Regions from separate parts of the Anser cygnoides genome. Here region 1 is linked to region 2. The links are chromatin contacts, called in public Hi-C maps. All regions are on one chromosome and are shown on one strand. The core of a region is the stretch at or near the end of the contact, and the rest is flanking DNA. Distances in the headings are between cores, read along the strand shown.

Region 1 (3,690 bases), core at 71-2,570, 250 kb before region 2:
ACAGAGGGAAAATGACCAGTGAACGACCACCGCAACTGCTGTTCTGCACTACACTACAATGGGTTTTCTGGTTCTTTTTGCCTGGGGTGTCAGCTGTGAAAAGTGTTCTGCAAGCTTTACAGGTATCAGGCTCGTTCTCTTGGGTCTGCATCTAAAGCATGCTCATTTCTTTGCAGCAGGTACTAGAAATGGGCGATGCCTCTTAGAAGAAGAGAGAGGTTTTGATCAGGATTTTCCTTTGATCTGAAGTTAATTGACAATCTGTGCCTGCCCTTTTCCTGTTGCTTTTGAGTTTTCTCCACCCCCTCTCTTCTTTTGCCCAAGCAGTTCCCTCAGTTCCTTTTTGTTTTTTTTCGTTCAACTTATTCAGTCCTTCACGCATTTTTCTCTCAAATGGAAGATAAAGAGCAGTTTCCTTTTAAAAATCCTATTTCAAAGCATGTTCCTATATTTCTTCAACTTTTCTACCAAAGCAAGCTTATATGTAGCAGAACAAAAGCTGATGTTCTCCATGATTCTTCCCTTTTTCCATTCAAAGCTATAAGGAAAATCCATACACGCTGGGCTTTTACTGGCTGGTATTAGGATGGCAATGATCTGTGTCATTAGGGGATGGAAACAGACTTGGAGAAGTGCAAGCAGCTCTGAAGTACTTTGTGGCAATCGCGAGAAGAGCTTGCAGGTGGAGGTTTCCTTGCATTCAGTGAGCTGTTTTATACTTGTTTCTTGGGTTAGAGGAGAAGTGAGCGAAGTACAAGAGATCTTCTGAGTTTCCATTGCATAACAGCAGCTTCTGTGCAGCAGATGCCAAAGATAATGGATCAGGGACTGATAACAAGGGCACGTGTTGTGTAATTTTATCCAAGAAACAAACACCAGTCTCTTGCCAGTGCTGTGTATGTCAAGTGCATTACCTGGAACTGGAAACAGACCTAATTCGTGTCAAAAGATTGAGCAAACCAAGTTCTCTGAATTGCTTTGAAGAGAACCTGGCGTGAACCCGAAGGAAGTAACTTCAGTTCTTCTAGTTTTTGTTTTGTTTTTTTTAAGAGTGCAGCTACAAAGCAAAGGCAATGGGAGAGTATATAAAGTTTTACCACATGGTGCTATGGGGGCAGCCAAGCAGCTCTAGAAATGGACAATGTTGTCAACCAGAGGTAAAAAGATCTCCAGAGTAACGCAGTAGCTTTACAAGCACTGAAACTACCTGAGAACATCGCTTACAAAAGTTAAGTTTAAAAGAAACCAGAGGCTTGCCAGGACTGCAAATCATTAACTCGTTCTTTTGCAATAAGATTCAGTCACATGCACATAATAGAAATGGCTGGACTGAATGGCTTGGGGTAGCATAACTGGTAGCTTAAGCCAGAACTAGATCAAACTCATGAAGTTTGGGACCTGTCAATCTTCAAAGATTACCTCTGTGGTACCTTTAGCAGAGGTTTGGGTGGGAGCAACTTCAAAACCAAATTGCTGAGCAGGAATCAGGTAGAAAGAAAGTACCCGGCCATAAGCTGCTGGGTGTATAATTACAAAAATGCTCCATCTGGCTAAAATGTGAAAGTATTCATGAGAATGTACATCCAGCCAGGTAATAATGATGCTAATGGGTGAGAGGCTGCCTCTGAAGAAAAGCAAAATACGATGCAGATAGTGCTGAAGCAATGTGATTAGCTTCAGTCATAATTCCTGAATGATGTAACTGAGAACAGACAGGAAAGGCCTTCTCCCTTGGCTGTGTATTCAAGATTAACAATCTGAAAACCTAAAAGCATAGTGATCAAGGATCTTGTTTCTCCAGATACTAAATTCTGTGTTAAAGCTCTGCCATGGTACTACAAGAAGAGCGTACAGCTGCTAGCTGCTTGTCACAGCAGCGGTGGATTTCCTGGAGAGGCAGGCAGGGAGTAAGGAGAGGAAACCCTGGTAATCTTTATGTTGCTGTTCTCATGGAAAAAAAATAAAAATAAAAATTATTACCCATATGCACCACAGTATTATAAAACAAGGGGATGAGGGGCTCCCTAGGTCTGTAAGACTCTCCCTTTCCTCTTGTTACCCAGCTAACCTGATGTCAGACAGAAGGGAGGTAGGTGCCACCCCACAGTAAGCTCAGCACTGGCAGCATCTCCTCTCGCACCCTCCTGAAGCCCAGGGAGCCCTGTTAAAGCACTTCTCTGCTCCCCCGGGATGGCAGGTCCTTGCCTTGTGCACTCAGCAGCTCTTTTCTTCCCTGGTGCAGCTGGGAAAGGGGGCAGCTGCTAACAGGATGGGGAACTGTGAGGGGGGACCGGGGCTGTGGCATCTGATCCTATGGGCAAAGCAGGAAAGGCTGTGCTGCAGCACTGAGAGGTGGAAGGTTGCAGGGGGAAGGCATGGAAAGCCAGAGAGTGACATATATCACATCTTAAAATGTTGTAAGAACGGCTCTACATCCCCATTTTAGGATGAAGACCTGCAAAACACAAAGAGAAAGCTTTCTGGAATAAAGACTGGAGCATGCCTGCTATTAGAAGAAAATCGCTTTTTTGTTAGGAACGAAAACATACTCTTAACCAGCAGTCTGGGTATTGTAAATAGTGGAGAAAATCATACTTGCTACACCTGAGGAGGAGGAGATTTTGGTGCAACTATATTTTCAAACTCACAAGTGTGGTGCGTCTGTTTGTAAAATGCATTTCCCCTGGAGTAGGTCCCCGGGGGCTGGGCGCAGTGCGGCTGGGCAGGCAGCGAGGCGATGGGTGTGCGGTACAGTGCGTCACACCTTCTGTCAGACCAATGCACGCTGCACATCTCCGGAGCTTCGCCTTGTGAGAGAAGAGCTGTTGTTATCAGTAGCGTCACGTGGGCTATCTTGTAACGTGGGCTTCCACTGGGATCATCTGCTTAAATATAACTTTTCAGGAGATAAGAAAAATTGGGGATGGGTGCCCTCGCAAAGAGCACCTTCGCATGTTCCAGTGTGAAGGAAAGCCGCAGCCTGTTCCTTTGTCCCCAGTCCTCCTTGAGCTTGTTTTGCATGCCACCTGATGAGAGCTGCTCAGCCTCTCCAACCCACGGGCCAGAGCACACCTGGGGCTATTTAGAAATCCATAGCAGTGTCTTACATCCAAGAGTGATCAGCAAATTGTTCCGCTCTGAGGTCTGGTGTAAACAGGTGTACCAAGGGGAAGAAACATGGGTACTAAATGAAATTCAGGATCACCTGGGTCCCAAGTTTAATTTGTGCCTATTTAAATTAAGCAGTAGAGGCTTCCTTTTACTACTGGGTTGTGGTAAATTCATTTATTTCAATAGATATGTTGCTCAATATGTGAAATACTGGTAACAGCTCTTTATTCAGCAAAAAAAAAAAAAACAGTTATAACAGGTAATGGCCCACTGTTTATGAATGGTTTGTTTTGGACGCAGTTTCACTTTTTTCCAAACAACTCTGGGAGGACAAAAATCGAATTTAAACAGCATTTTCAGCAGTCTCCTAGTTTCCTGTGTGTTCAACCCACAACTATTGCAGAAGCCTTGGGAATCTCGTCTGGTAGCCGGCTCTGTAGCCACACACCGCCTGCTTTTGCACTGTGGAATCAGCCACCATCGCCGCCTCTGCTCCAGCAAGCAGCTGTGGCTCAACCTGAGCCGGGGCTGCTACAACCAGCGCCTGCCTGTGCGCTGGCAACCTCAAGCCCCTGGGCT
Region 2 (3,673 bases), core at 682-3,181:
GGGCTGGGAACTGCTGCTGTCATCTTCATGTGCACTTGTGTGCGCGTGTATGGGGAGAAGGATCAGGCCCCAAAAGCATGCTTTCTCTGTTTCAAGGAGGGGGTTGGTGCTGCTGCCACCAGCTGAAGCATCTTTTATGAGAAGCTGGGGAGCCACGTGCTCGACGACACAAGAAAAAGGCAACTATGGACACAGATTCTTGCTTTCAACTTCAAGGGACGCTAGCACTGATATTTTGGCTTTGCCATCAAATCCAGATGACGAGAGGAAGACTTCCAAACATCCATACACCACTGGAAGGTCTGCAAAGATTTAGCAGGAAATACAGCAGGAGGGAGAGATGCCCCTTCACGGCAGAAAAGCCAAACACTTCCCGATTGCCCCAGTTCGTCTTGCTCAAATTCTGACTCACAAATCTGAGTTTTTATACTGGCCTCCTGCTGGTTTTTGAAGCAAAGTAAGCCAATGACCTGGAATGTAATTAAGGGAAAGGAACTGTGTAGTTTACCTCATCCAATTTGCATTTTGCATACTAAATCATAGCATAAAAAGCTGTTTAGACATATTTTGTCTTGCTGCTCCACTGAACTATTTGTCATGAGAATTGCTAAGATAGCGGGAAAATCCATGAGGTGACTTTAAAAACCTTTTGGTTCACATTTACTTTAATTATTTTTCTTTTTCCTATAAAAGCACACACTTGTCTTGACTGTTTACAAATAGAGAGGCTTTGAGCAAGCACTGTAACTGAACTCAACCATTTATACAACTCAGCATTTGAACAAAAATCATTCACACAAGTTTCTTAGCCTCTGTTCTTAGGGAAAATGAAATCTTTTTCCTATGATTATGGTTAGTTAATACTTTTATTTTCCTCCCATAAACACTTTCGCTATTCCTCTGTCTCAGGTTTTGTTAGATTCAGGGATGAATTCACTATTGTCTCCAGAAGCTGACTACGGCAGTCATTCATGTTTTTTACAAGGATGAAATGAACCAACCCAAGTCCTGTAAAGTAAAGCTTATAAAAAACAAGATCACCGTTAATTAACATGGCAGAGATTGTTTTCCTGAAGCTACTGCAAAATTATGAAAAAATGATGCAAAACCCATTATGAATACTAGGCCACTGCTCAGTCAGGAACCTAGAGTGCTGTAATTGTCATCACAAGACAAAAAGGAAGCAGAAATATTTAGCAAAGCTTTGAGGAAAAAAAAGTGCTAACATCCGTAAGACACCTCTGAAAAGTGCACTGCAAACCAACCAGAACTTCCTAAGATGATAAAGCCAACCACTTCTCCAAAAAAAGAGTGGGCATTGCCTGAACGTTTGACTTAGACTTGGAGATTTCAGCTCCAGGGAGGTGATGAGTTAGAAGCTGTCATGAGGTTTTGTCTTACTGAATCATGAGGCAGTTAAGAGTCCAAGGACTTCACAGAGTTTCAAAATCATTTGACCATCTTTGGAAAACAAGCTCATCGATCCACCAGCACCTGATCATTAGAGCAAACACCTAGCTTTTACTGGATTAACTTCTTTGCTTCTTAATCAAGCCACTTTATTCTTCTTCCAAGTCTAAACTGAAAGAGATATTGGTCTTACCAACTCAATTTGAAACAGCCAAATCTACATAACTTAGTCATTTTAAAATAAGAACGTAGACCACTTCTACACAAAAAAAAAAATCCCTATACTTTTTCTTTTTTTAATCCCAGAAGCAGTTACTTTGTAACAAGCACAAAGGTACTCCTTTCCCAAGGCTTCTGAAGCTAATACAAAAAAAGACATTCTGAATCCACAGGTGGTATTAAGTTTTCACCACAGAGGATTTAATGCATGGAAAATAAATTCTCATGTTCCCTTACTAAAGTTTGCTTGTGGAGAGCATGGAAATGATCTGAATGTACTGTGCTAGACCTCAGGATACTGGATTGAAACGCAAACTTCTATCCCCAGCTTTTCTTGCCTTCTAGATTTTATGCTTTATTCATCATTTTACGAAAAAAGAAATCCACATTCAAAATTACTTTTAAAACTTTCTACACAAGCTGCAAGTAGAGCAGCTGTGTTCATCCAACTCTCATTAGGGGAAAACCTGTTTGGGAGCAAAGTAAATATGGTTCAACTCACAGTCAGACTTTCTTCAAAATCTATTTGCAAACTTAATAGTCCTAACTAGGAACTGTCACAGTGATAACCCCAGTACAGTAGCTCAGGATTACTCTTACGTTTCTTGGAAATAGTTGCAACAGACAGTTTCCCCATGACTAAATATAACCTTCCCAGAGATGGATCAGAGAGTCATAACTCTTCCATAAAGGAAGTCTGCTGAAAGCTAAAAATGTTACAAGCAGCAGTTTCAGGGACAGATTTGGCCAAAAGATTGCAATAATGAAAAAAAGTGAATTCTGAAAGTCTATCCTTTCAAAGTACAGGACTCCTTATCAAGCCACCTTCAGCTTTACCTACACAACTCTGAAGCAAATAATATTCCTGTTGAGTAAGGCCAAATACACAATATTTGGCGTTCTCTCCTAACTTTCTCCTTATGCTTAAGAAGAGCAATGCTCCAAGAAAACAAAATAGAAACAAAACCACTTACGATTATTTCTCCTACATGTATCACTGACAGATAAAAGATGCTACCAAGTACAGGACTTACATAGCTTCTTGCTGCAGATGTACCCCTGGCAAAAATAAAATAAGAGACGTACCAGACAGGAAAAATTGGGAATGCTGCAGGCTCCTGTGCTGCTGCATGCTTCCACCTAACCAGGAAAAGTCAGCCTCCATCCGGTATGTTGTCTTGTTACGAGGCTTCAGTTTCAAGAGGAATACAAAGCAACAGTACCACTCTTACTGACAAGAGAGAACTTCAGTTTAGTAAAATTCTGTAGATATGACTGATGCCCATACTTTTATGCTAAGTTAACTGGTTTTATTGTCTCCTCTACTGAGTCAGCCAGCACTCAGAACACATCAGAAGTGACATGTTACAGTAGACACACAAACAGTATTACACCAATCTGTGGAGGAAAAAGTGGATTCAGTCTAAGCATTACTCAATCTTCTATGTTACCTATTCTACTAAAGGAGTAGCACCAGCAGTACGCACACAAAAGGTTAAAAAAAGTCTGAATTCACAAAACAGAAAAATACCCAGCCCCTGGATTGCACAGCATGGGACTAACACAAGTTTTCCTAGAGCCTGTGAAAAAGCAAGTGCACTAAAACTTAGGGCTTTTAATTCATTGTTTCTTTATTAGTTTAAGGGTAAATTATCACAAACCTAAATAATTTCAGGTGAAAGGTGCCAAACTTTCTACATGTGGCCATTAGCTGTTTCATCTATCCCCCAATACACCTCCTGCATCACCATGCATCCCCAGTGCTATCCTCTCTCTCTCTTCTGTATCCACAGATGATCATCCAAATAACATTTTCCAGCCTGCAATTATAATCAAGTTCAGATGATTTCCCCCCCACTTTTTAATTTTTTTTTTTTTTAAGCATTGCCCCAAGACTTGACATCCCACTGCTCTGAAACAAAAATAGTACTCTCTTGAAGAGAACCTAGCCACTTGTTCTTATAAAAGAGATTATCATGCCAACACAAAGGTTGTTGTTTCTAACAGAGTTACTCAAGCATCCTGCAATAAGCCATTCAGGAGT

Evidence for each region. Hi-C and Micro-C count contacts between places; a contact is called where the count stands out from the background.
Region 1: a Hi-C map of liver shows a contact between it and region 2, with 3 times the contacts expected there. The contact joins two enhancer-like sites. A contact is called at or near these places in 2 of 7 Hi-C or Micro-C datasets (both in liver).

What each region holds. Positions count from the first base shown.
Region 1 is chr2:82,963,346-82,967,035 of Taihu_goose_T2T_genome, reverse strand. No RefSeq gene overlaps it. Among named protein-coding and RNA genes, the nearest start is that of KDSR, 5.2 kb to the right of the region's middle. Within about 2 kb of position 1,320, at least 1 of the 3 cell types and tissues checked has open chromatin away from gene starts, as enhancers often do. A contact at or near this core is called in liver, where this site is marked.
Region 2 is chr2:82,710,914-82,714,586 of Taihu_goose_T2T_genome, reverse strand. The region is part of intron 1 of PHLPP1 (PH domain and leucine rich repeat protein phosphatase 1); the gene reads right to left. Among named protein-coding and RNA genes, the nearest start is that of PHLPP1, 56 kb to the right of the region's middle. Within about 2 kb of position 1,931, at least 1 of the 3 cell types and tissues checked has open chromatin away from gene starts, as enhancers often do. A contact at or near this core is called in liver, where this site is marked.